2 separate regions of the Mus musculus genome follow, and region 1 is linked to region 2. A link is a contact called in public ChIA-PET data. All regions are on one chromosome and are shown on one strand. Each heading gives the region's core, a stretch centred on a gene start, on an enhancer-like site or on the middle of the called end of the contact. The rest is flanking DNA. Distances are from core to core; before and after follow the strand shown. Region 1 overlaps Sgk1 (serum/glucocorticoid regulated kinase 1). Region 2 overlaps Sgk1 (serum/glucocorticoid regulated kinase 1).

Region 1 (5,865 bases), core at 494-2,993, 68 kb before region 2:
GGCTCTGAATGCCAGTCATGCTGCCTCTGACTTCTTAGCGCTAGGAAAACATGGCCTTACCACCACACCTAGCCCAGAACCCAACACTCCCTATTAAGGATGCTAAAAAGTCAAGAAAAATGTGTTCCTGTCTTTCTGGTTCTGGTAGCCAAGAGTACACGGAAGAATATGGGGTTCCACATGCAAGGAATAATGTGGGAGAGGTTGCTTCAGTCCAAAGGAAAACCTAGAATCTGAGTTTACAACCTTCCCCTGTCAATTCCTTGTTTAACAGCTTAAACATTAAAAGCCAAAACAAAAAAACAAAGTGAGCTATTTTATCTAAATGAACAGGCAACACCTAGTGTGATCTCCGGCTGCAGGACTTGGGTCCCACAGCATGTGTCACAGTGTGCCTGTCTGTGTCTCCAGGATCCTTGTCACTCTTGTGTTTGGAGCCCTAGATAATAAGGCTCAATAAATGATGAAACTTTAAATTTCAAGAGAAAAACCCCACTAAAGGTCCAGTAAGGAACAACATAGTGAAAGCATCAATAAAGCAAAGTATAGGGCTCTTTTGCTCACAGCAAAGGGAAATGTGGGAACTGTCCTATAAAAGCACAATTCTTCCTCCACACATACACACTGCCCACTAAGAACATGTTGCACCATTAACTCTGTTGCATTACCTCCTTGAATACATGCATTGCTCACAGTCTATTATTACAGTTCCGTTCTTGCTAGTGGAAGAAATGAAATCACCCAGGGGGTAGATAGTGGCAGGAAGCTGCTGAGGCGGAAGTCCGGAATCTGTGGCAGAGGCAGGAGGTCTTATTCTCAAGTTCACCACTTGAACCACAGCAAGTAATGCAGAACTCAACTTGGCTGCTTCCTGCTACTCTGGGCATGGCCCACTGAAAGAGACATGCTTCAGGAAAAGGAGAGTGCCTGTGGCTAGCAGTTTCCAAATGTACCATGTTATCTGAACGTGCCAGCCCATGCCTGTAATGCCAGTACTTGGAAGACTGAGGCTGGAGATCGTCATGACTTTGGATCAGTTTGAGACCTTGGATGACAGTAGGACCTTGTCTTACAGGCACACACACACACACACACACACACACACACACACACACACACACACACACACTCGCACGCAGGTGGAAGTGATGGATGTCTGTTTTGAAACGTTTGAGTCATAGAAATAGATGGTATAGGAGCAGCATATGAAAAGTGGAACACACCTCTGTCCTTCTGATGGATTTTCTTCACAAAATCTTCAAAATGAAGCACACTCCTCCACTTCAAGTTTTGGTGAAGGCTAACCAAATTAATTTGTCCAACATACGTTTAGTTGTGCCTGTGCCATATGCAAAGAACTCTTAGGAACTGAATACCCTGGGGATTATCTTAAAGGGAAGTGGGAGATAGCTAAAAACTTGGTGATTCTAACTTAAGACGTCCATCTTTCCTCCCCTCTCTTTTCATGATGCTTTGTTGTACTTGGCAAAGGGAACACTGAGTTTGCAAGGAGCCTTTCACTTGTCAGCGTTAAAAAACTCCCCGTTATGCATTAAGTTAATCAATCAAGACTATCAGCGGCTATTGTCATATTGAGGTCATCGGTGGTCAAATTTCAACTTCTACAAAGCAAAGTAGTCTGAATCAGAGTTGATAAGAGAACTGATTTTGTGGCTGAGGTATGCTCCGCCTCCTGTGTGTGATAGGGTGTTGACAGCTCCCGGTGTGTGGGGCTCACACAGGAAGCCACACCTGTGAGCCCCAGAGTGTCATAGCTACAGAGTGCTTGGGAGCTGCTGTCTGCACTCTGCAGTCCACCCCACATTCTTCTCTAGATTTTTCCATTCTTTCCACCCCCTCTTCAACAGTGTTCCCTGTACTGTGAAGGGCATGTTAGAGACACCCCATTACAGCTGGGCATTCAACATTCATTTATATGTGTACCTTGACCAGTCACCGCTGATCACTGCAGAACAGAACCTCTCTGACCAATGCCAATAGTAGTAGCACTCTATGGCCACAAACACAGTTATAGAGAAGGCAATTTGGGAGGCATATCATGTCCACTTAGAAAATATAAAAACTCTCTCACTAGGCCAAATAACCTCACAAGCCACAGGCTTTCAACTAGGTTTATAATACCAGAAGTCAGTTTCTTCTTATGGACCCAGGACCAAATCCAATCAAAGAACAGCTGGTTACCCCCATAACAAACCTGACTAACACATTGCACCAGCAGGCTCACCTTGAACAACGCGTCCACAGCTGAGTAAGACTTACTGAGAATCCTCCCCTGGCAGCCTGCATAGCACCTTCTGGAATTCTGAGGGCTGACCAGCAAGGAGGAAAATTCCAGTCCAGTTCCAGCTTGACTTTCCCTGTCCTATGATCAAGGCATGTGGTGTCTTATCAATGGGGTATTACCGTCTAGTTCTGGTCAGCAAATAGCAGCTTGGACAGTTGCCTGTGTTACTTTGGGCTCTGCAAGGTCTTTCCTGGCTAATAACTTATAGCAAGGCAGCCCACATCTGGAACTGAGATTTCCATTTAATAATACATTAATTTTTTTCCATCTATACAAAGTAACTCGATGCACTCTTTTTGAGGAACTTTATTGTTTGATTTAATTACCAAGTGTATTTTTTTCTGGTTTTTCTTACACATCACTACTGTGGATTACGTCTCTCCTCTACACCCCCCCCCCATCACCCTGGCTCCCCTTCCCAACGCGTTCCCTCCCACCCAGGGGGCCCCTCTTCCATTTTCATGTCACATTTATTCTACAGCCAACACAGACACATACATACACACATACTATCACACATGGAAGCACACACGTAACCACACAGAGACACACAAACATAGAAACACATGCAAACCACACACATAGAATTCTGAAACAAAATAGAACATTAACTTTTCTCCTCAGGAAAAAAATACCCTCAGTTTTGACTGTGGCTCTTAAATTTTCCCTTCAAAATAATCTAGCTGTGCCCAGAAGTTTATGTCTATAATCCCAGAGATTGGGAAGCCTACACAGGACAATGGCCGGGCGTTTGAACATAGCCTGGATGACACAACAACACCCTGTCTCAAACAGCAAACAAATGAGCACTCGAAACTAAATCTAGACATTTTGACAGATGTAAGGGTTAAAGCAGCTTGTGATAAGCAGACTTGAAGAAATGCAGGAAGAGTTTCAGGGAGCCATTCTCTTACCTGGCAAGCAAGTGCCCGGATAAAAGTGTGGTCCTCAAGGCTGCTCTATGGTTTGATCATTGCCTATCGTCACTGGCTTCTCAGCACAGAGAACGCTATCATAGTTGCCAATAGTAGCACTGGGGAAAGCACACTGTGAACTTGGAGGGAGACTCACTCTGTGTCGAAATCCTAATTTATAGTCTATTCCAGACCACAGGGCCGGCAACTTAAAACCAATGTGTACAAAAAAAGCAAATGGTGCGCACAAGTTTCAGTCTACCGTGACAGCAGAAAGGAGTTTGAACTTGTGTAGCCTGTTCGCTCGTCTGAGTGAATGCTGAGAAGGTGTGAAGGACTCCAGCCCCAGAGAAGAGGGTGGACTTGAAAGCGGGCTGATTCGATTCTTCATTTCTACTCCTCTTTCTCCCTCTCCCTCCCTCCCCTTCTACCGTCTTCCCATCCTTCCTTCTTCCTGAGATGATTTGCTCTTACCATGAGGTCACGCTGCCCTCAAGCTTGTGGTAACTGACCCCCTGCCTGCAGGGATTACCACATGACCCTCAACATGTGGCTCTCTTCCTTACACTCCGTGTGAAGACTGAAGCACTTATAAATCCTAAACGTAACACCGAGACAAAACAGTACGTTTGTGTCTCTCCAGCAGCTGCACATGGCAGAGAACATGCCAGTCTTCCTCTCGCAAAGAATGCTGGGCGGGAAAATGTTCCTACCAGACTTCAGGGTGAGCTGATCCTCAGAAACTCATTATTCTTTATAAAATAATATTTGAATGGGTGTGGTGACACACGCCTTTATTCCCAGCACTTGAGAGGCAGAGACAGGCGTATCTCTTGAGTTGGCAGCAACTGTTCTATATAGCAATTTCCAGAACAGGACTACACAGAGAAACCCTGTCTGGGTAACAAACAAACAAGAGACTATGTAGTTTATTTAGGCTTATTGTATCTGTGACGGCTACTCTTGGTTGTCAACTTGACTACATCTGGGATGAACTGCAATTCAGAAATGAAGGGCACACCGGTGAAATATTTTTGCTTTGTTTGAAGTGGTTGGATCCACGTCTTGTCTAGATATCTAAGGTAGGAAGACACATACATGCCTTTCATTCAGATCTCGAGGACATGAGAAAAGGAAGCTTTTGCTCTGTGTCTGATTGCTTCTGTCTTTCTAGCAGGTCCATGCCTCCACTGGCATTAGAGCCTACCTCTTTGGGATTCTAGTGGCTACTGAAGACCAGCTGAGACAGCCAGCCTCATGGCCTAAGCAACTTCTGGATTCTTGGACTTCCCATTCATTGATTCTGCCTCTATAGACAACCCTGACTAATATAGCACTCAAAATTGGGGACAAATATAAAGATTAAAAGTAAGCAGGTGAATAAATAAATAAATCTCACTAGGGATATAGCTCTGTGTAAGAACACTTAATACACTTGATACACAAAGCCCTAAGTTCAGTCCCTAGTGCAAGCACACACACACACACACACACACACACACACACACATATCAGATGTAAAGAAAAAGAGAGAAGAGGCAAGCATGGTGTCTCAAATCCTGGAAGTTGTGGTAGGAAGATTTTGACGAGCTAAAGACTGTACTCTTAGCGGGAGTTCAAGGCTAGCCTGGGCTACAGGATAACTTTTTCATTCTCTTTCTTTTCCTCAAAACAAACAAACAAACAAACAAATAGTAAATTTTTTTAAAGAAATGAATAAATCACATGTATCTAACAACGAAACTTTAAAATATATGTGGCGCTCTCCAGAACTTGTATAGAAGCCAGATGTGGTGCAGATGTGGTGCTGACCTTGGGTTCCTGCTGATAGGGTGTCAGAGACAATGGATGGAGCCCTGGGGCTTGCTTAGCCTAGGCTCCTTGATGAATTCTAGGTCACATAGAGACCTTGTCTCAAGAAAAAGTTAGATGCTGTCTGAGGAATGACACAACTTGTCCTCTGTCCTCTGAAAGTACCCAAATACAATACATATTTCTCTCTCTCCCTCTCCCTCTCTCTCTCTCTCTCTCTCTCTCTCTCTCTCACACACACACACACACACACACACACACAAACACACACATACAGAATTTGTGTGACAAAAACTGACTAAATTAAGCATCCATGGGACAATTCCAGTACCATACCTGGAGATTTAAATGCTCCAGTAACTGCATGAATGACTATGTCAGGGAGGAGGTGCTACAAGAGAGACCCTGTTATACCCCTCAAGTCACACAAAAAATTTCAAAGTGAGCAGACACGACAGACTTCTTGTTTTATCTCTGAGACAGAGATTTGCCCTGACCCCAGGCTGGCCTTCAACTCACAATCCCACTGTCTCAGACATGTTCTGATGTTCTGCATTCAGTGTTCTTCCATCATAATACCTCTGCCATCTACAAGTAGCCCAGGTCTCTGTGCCTGTCCCAGCTGAGGCCCCTCTCCTTGTGTTCTCTCCACACCACATCAAGCATCATTCACACCAAGGCTTTGCTCCTCCATCATACATAGTGTGGATCTTAGCAGTCTCAGCCGGCAGACGGTTTGTTTATTAAGCTGTTGCTTTGCTAATGGCCTGAAGGACGGCGAAGGCAGGCGAGGCACTGTCATGTTCTCTCATCATCCTTCATAAGACACGCATA
Region 2 (5,576 bases), core at 2,301-4,800:
CTCTTTCCGGGTTAACCTGAAATACATCATCCCTTTGTCTCAGCCACCTGAATGCTAGGACGTTGTGTTTGTAAGGATAAGCCATCACTCGTAACTTGAAAAATAGACTCTTAAAACATCTTTGAAATCTACAAATAGTATTAATTATTGTTTCGAATGCTCGCCACCCCCTTACAAAACCATTGAGTAGATTTTAGGAAAATAGTTCCGATGCTGAGAGGTGAATTCCTGTGAAACTCATACTGTACGTGTATGTGTGCGCCCCACCCTACATGTCAACAAGCAGTCACACCTCCTGCGTGGGTGCCTTGCCCCGCTGAGCATTAGGTGCTGAAGTGCCCATTCTGCCAGACTACTTGCTACAGTTTTTCCCTCTACTCTACAGCAACTCTGACTGAGCTATGTAGCCGATATAAGGAATAATTATAACATAATAACAATCCCTTGCCAGTGGAGATGAAAATAATGGATTTTCTTATTTGAAACGAGACACCTTTTAACTGGAATCATTAGTGCTCAGATGGAAATTATGCACGTTTTAACTCCCTAGGTCTAGTCACCTTGAAGGCTATTGAGTATGTTCTGGTACTGGTTAACATAATTGTGTTCCACTTTCTTTTATTTCATTAAATTATAGACAATTATATTAGCTCAGACTTTGAAATGTTTTTAAAATGAATTTCTAGACCGGGCAAGGTACTGTTTCCCATCATCTGCAGGGAGCTAATACTGGGTTTGAATACGCTTTCATCATTTATCAGCTCTTAGAATCCATAGTGTTCCTAGCTAGCTGCTCTTCTCCATCTGCCTGGAAATGAGGACATTCTCAACAGACTTATTTAGTATTTTCCAGAGCGACGGTGTTGTACAAATATTTTTAGCTTGTTTGTTTGGAGGTTGAGGTCATCCTAAAATACAAGGTCACTGACATAGTCTTCTACTTAACGTGGGTTTCAGATCTTGTTCCACCACAGTCTTCCATAGTGCCTACACAGTCATTCATATCTTAAGATTTCTGACTAAAATAATCAATCCAGGTTAAAACACACAAGTAGGCCAAGAGGAAAATACTAACTGTTCTTTATACTGCATACCAATGTCAATTTCTATAGATGCTATTCTTCAGACAGGGTCTTGATAGGTAATCTAGACTAGCCTCTAATTCACATCCTCCTGCCTCAGAGTATTGAGATGACGTACACGAGCCCCTTAGCCCAACGCAAAGACTGGTAGACATCTAAGAGAAACAATGTACTTCTTCCTCAGCATATTAGGAGCTATTGGAACGAGGACCTTAATTTGCCTCTGATATTGGAGACAGAGCCAAGAGTACCAATAGAGACCCTAAATAGACAAATACTCCACCCTATTGCCAGGAGTCCAGCCCTACTCCAAGATAGCATCATGGTCAGCATGGTCAGCCCTACTCCAAGATAGCATCATGGTCAGCACGATTGGATGAGCCTTGGAAGCTGTCTTAGGACAGTTCCATTGGAAAATCCCAGGGGACACAGGGAGCATGGCCTTAGAAATATGGACTTTCAGGGGAGGCAAGTTCTATAGGGGCTACCACTGAAATGAGCCTGGTCTTGTCTCCTCATACACGGCTTATAAGACTGATGGTCACTACCATACATGGACAGGGGCAAGGAGCAGGATCCCTGTGGCTCTGGTCCTATGGACAGTGCCTGTAACAGACTTTCTCCAACTTATACTACCTTTAACGCCCTCAGTGTCTCCCAAGTCACTGGTTCTCAAATGCAGGCCTTCTTTGAAGATCCAGCCATTCAGAGAAAATGAAACAACTGAGCCTTCATCGGACTAACAGAGGAAGCATGTGGAATTGGGGCTGGGCCCATAGCTAGAACTTCCAGTTCAGTAGGTGGGGTCAGAGTTTGGAACTGAATTTCTGTGATACTTCCTGGGGAAGGGACCACACCTTTGAAAGCCACCAAATAGTCTTTCTTTGGTTCCTGTGGTTCACCTCTGTGTCTCTGCCCCTCCCTGATCAACTGAAACCCAGCTTTGGTTTGGCTTGGGTTTTTTTGTTTTGTTTTTTTTTTTTTTTTTTTTTTTCAGTTCTGATAACCCTTTTCTCCAACTGAACTTCTTTTCTTTCTTTCCCACAGGGCTAAGTTGTCAGGTGACTATTTGCTAATCTGATTAACTGCTTTGAATGTGTCTCAAACCTTACATACCAACTGGTAAAAGTAGGCCACTTCAAATCCTGCTTGTCTGTAGTCCCATAGATCCCGTGTGGGTATGTATGCATATGCTGCACCAGTTAACTGCTTCTGAGCCTCTAACACCACGTCTGTTAGGTTGCTGTGCACAGTCAGACTTGCTGGTGATACTTGGTAGCATCCTTGGATGCTCTAGGTCAGTGATTCTCAACCTGTAGGTTGAGACCCATGGGGCTGCACATCAGATATTTACATTATAATTCATAACAGAAGCAGAACTATGAAATAGCAACGAAACAATGTTATGGTTGGGGGGAGGGGTAGAGGGTGGGTCACCACAACACCAGGAACTGCAGCATTAAGGAACTGCAGCATGTAGAAAGTTGAGAACTGCTGCTATAGCTATTTTCAAAGGCTGTATCTCCAAATACATTAATTATCAGGGAATGTGGAGATCATTTCCAAACACAGGAATCCGGGGAGATGCATTTGATCTACAACCTTCTGAGAATACTTTGGGAGGAATTTGGCCATAAGACATTCAGCTGAGCCCTCTGACAGGTCGTCAGCTTGGAGGCCAACAGGAACAGGCAGGGCTGGAGGAAGCAGTGACATGAGAAAGAAGTAGAGAGGAACCTGGAGAGAGAGCCATTAAAGCCACACCCTTTCCGAAGCAAAGCTTACAAGCAAAGCTTACAAGCACAGGTACTGTAAGTGGCAGAGAGGTGCTTCTAACATTCTGTGGTAAGGTCCCTCACACAAGAAGGAGTCATTGGAACAAGGGCTGAATAGGCCATGAGACAGCCACTAAACCAAGGGAAGACTGTCATAAGATGGGGTGTTAGGAAGTGCTAAGCATTTTTTTCTCCTACTGTAAAAGCTTCATGTCTTTGGCACTGTCCATAGGATCTAATTTTGTTTTAAAGATTTATCTATTTATTTTATGTATATGAGTACACTGTTGCTCTCTTCAGACTCAGTAGAAGAGGGCATCAGATCTCATTACAGATGGTTGTGAGCCACCATGCGGTTGCTGGGAATTGAACTCAGGACCTCTGGAAGAGCAGTCAGTGCTCTTAACTGCTGAGGCATCTCTCCAGCCCCCTAATTTTGTTTTATAAGCCATGCATGTACACACACATACACACACACACACACACACACACACACACACACACACACAGTAGTGTGCATATGGAAGTCAGAGGACACTTTGCTGGAGTCTATTCTCTCCTTTCACCATGAGGGGCTGAGAGATTAAACTCTGTCGTGGAAGTGACAAGCACTTTACCCTTCAGCCCTCTCTCTGGCTCTGTATTCAATACATCTAAGCCAACACTGGGAAGTTTCCATCAGTAAGGAAACCACAGTTTACTTCCTTACTCACAAACCCTTGTAGGTGCTAGGCAGAGCAGAGCGGCAGAGCCTGCAGTAACTACAAAGGCCCTTTGGATATCAGTTTCATTTCAACTTTAACCTCTGAGTTTTTCCACAGACCCCATGTGAAGCCACAAAGATCCTCTTGTCCTGCTGTGACTCTGCAGTCGGAGGTCTTGTTTTGGAAACAGACACCTGCCTGAGTCGAGTCTGAGGCAGCAGTGGCTGAGCCCGTTTGCCAGGCTACTCCACAGGTCCCATGCTCTCAGCCTTCCCAGCCCAGGGAGAAAACTATGTCTTAGTTTTACTGTGGAGTTCTGGCTGTGTCTTTTAGAAGGGGAAGTGGGGTTGGGGGGGGGGGAGCAGCCTGTTAAAATTGCAAAGTATGATTTTAGAAAACGTTCAGAAAATGTCAATGAATTTAAGCAGAACTCAGTCTTTACCGTGGACAAATGAATATTCCTTGAGGGGCTGTCTAGATAAATAATTGAACCCACGTTCACTACTGAGAAGTGCACAGTCTGGCGAGAAGTGTGCTTCCCATAGGGATAGCATGTGAAACTCAGAAATCATTTTATAGATTCTGCACTGAATAAAGGAAAAGGGAAAATGAAAATAATTAGCTGGGTTTTGTTTGTTTGTTTGTTTTGTTTTGTTTTTTGAGACAGGGTATCATTATGTTGCTCTGCTGTCCTAGAACTTGATACAGAGACCAGGCTGGCCTCAAATTCACAGAGATCTGCCTGCCTCTGCCAGCAGAAAACTGATTTCAATGATGTAATTGACTCAACTCAATATACCCCCAGATCTATACTCTCAAATATACTCCAGATAAAACTGCTAGCAGTATATTTTATGTTAATTTAAGGTTTTATTTTAGTTAGTTTAGAGTTTTGTACTATGTTGTGTCCGGCCAGCAGATCACAACATGGGTTTTAGCCTGGAAAGACATTTTGGAAACCTGGAAGAGAAGAGGGGCTAGGTGGCGAGATAAAGAAATGTAGCTAAGACAGTCATTCTGATCAAAGTTCAATTTTACTGTTCCGCACGCAATTATAAAGCAGGGGAAGGGGGCCCGATTCCCGCCAATTAGTCTTGGGGTCCAATAGCAGGGTGACCACATGCACGGCTCCAAACAGCAAAGCGGCAGGTTCCAGCAGTGGGCATGGTAGAACGATTGAGCAGGAAGCTCCACCCCTGAGCAAGCAGGTTTCAGGCTGGGGGAGGGGAGACTACATCTCCTCCCTTTTGTTAACAAAAAAAATAAAATAATAAAAAAAAAAAAGAAAAAGCTGGCCTGAGGCAAAAAATTTATCTATGCTTAATAGTTCTGTCTGAATTTTAGGGCTAAGGAAGAACATCAGGCTGATAGGTCTCCCTATAATGAAAATCTCACTGTACTTTAGATGTACAGCGCCCACAAGACCACATCCTGTTTACAGGCTACTCTGCTCTCTGTACCAACTAGTTTTGTGTGTGAAGGTGACACAACCTAGAATCACCAGAGAGGAAGGAGCCTCAGTTGAGGAAATGCCTTCATGAGATCCAGCTATAAGGCATTTTCTCAATAAATGATTAATGGGGGGAGGGCTCAAGCCATTATGGGTGGTGCCATCCCTGGACTGTTAGTCCTGAGTTCTATAAGAAAGCAGGCTGTGCAAGCCAGGGAGAGCAAGCCAGTAAGCAGCATTCCTCCATGGCCTCCAAATCAGCTCAGGATCTTTTCCCTGTTTTGAGTTCCTGTCCTGAATTCCTTTAATAATGAATAGCAACTATGGAAGTGTAAGCCAAAGAAACCCTTTCCTCCTCTTCTTGCTTTTTGGTCATGATGCTTTGTTGCAGCAATAGAAACCCTAACTAATACACTCTTCAAATGTAGCCTCTAGTTTTGGTCTCTCTGCTTTAGATACATAAGTCTATATGTCACCTTCCAGACATTACTGATATCTTCCCACCTGGGGCATGCCCTGCCTAGAATCTGTGTGTGTTGGCCACATTATGTCTAACACCTGGCAG

Evidence for each region. ChIA-PET counts read pairs in DNA pulled down with a chosen protein or histone mark.
Region 1: a contact with region 2 is called in an RNA polymerase II ChIA-PET map of memory CD8 T cells, with 2.1 times the contacts expected there. The contact joins two enhancer-like sites. A contact is called at or near these places in 1 of 15 datasets of contacts at CTCF or cohesin (CD8 T cells), 28 of 484 Hi-C or Micro-C datasets (B cells, CD4 T cells, CD8 T cells and 17 more), 12 of 115 datasets of contacts at active chromatin or transcription factors (CD8 T cells, embryonic stem cells, memory CD8 T cells and 3 more) and 2 of 9 other capture datasets (adipose tissue and liver).

The regions. Positions count from the first base shown.
Region 1 is chr10:21,971,414-21,977,278 of GRCm38.p6, reverse strand. The region is part of intron 3 of Sgk1 (serum/glucocorticoid regulated kinase 1); the gene reads right to left. Among named protein-coding and RNA genes, the nearest start is that of Gm34267, 84 kb to the left of the region's middle. Within about 2 kb of position 1,743, at least 27 of the 459 cell types and tissues checked have an H3K27ac peak or open chromatin away from gene starts, as enhancers often do. A contact at or near this core is called in B cells, CD8 T cells, CD8 central memory T cells and 6 more, where this site is marked.
Region 2 is chr10:21,905,250-21,910,825 of GRCm38.p6, reverse strand. The region is part of intron 1 of Sgk1 (serum/glucocorticoid regulated kinase 1); the gene reads right to left. Among named protein-coding and RNA genes, the nearest start is that of Gm46215, 26 kb to the right of the region's middle. Within about 2 kb of position 3,550, at least 95 of the 459 cell types and tissues checked have an H3K27ac peak or open chromatin away from gene starts, as enhancers often do. A contact at or near this core is called in B cells, CD8 T cells, CD8 central memory T cells and 6 more, where this site is marked.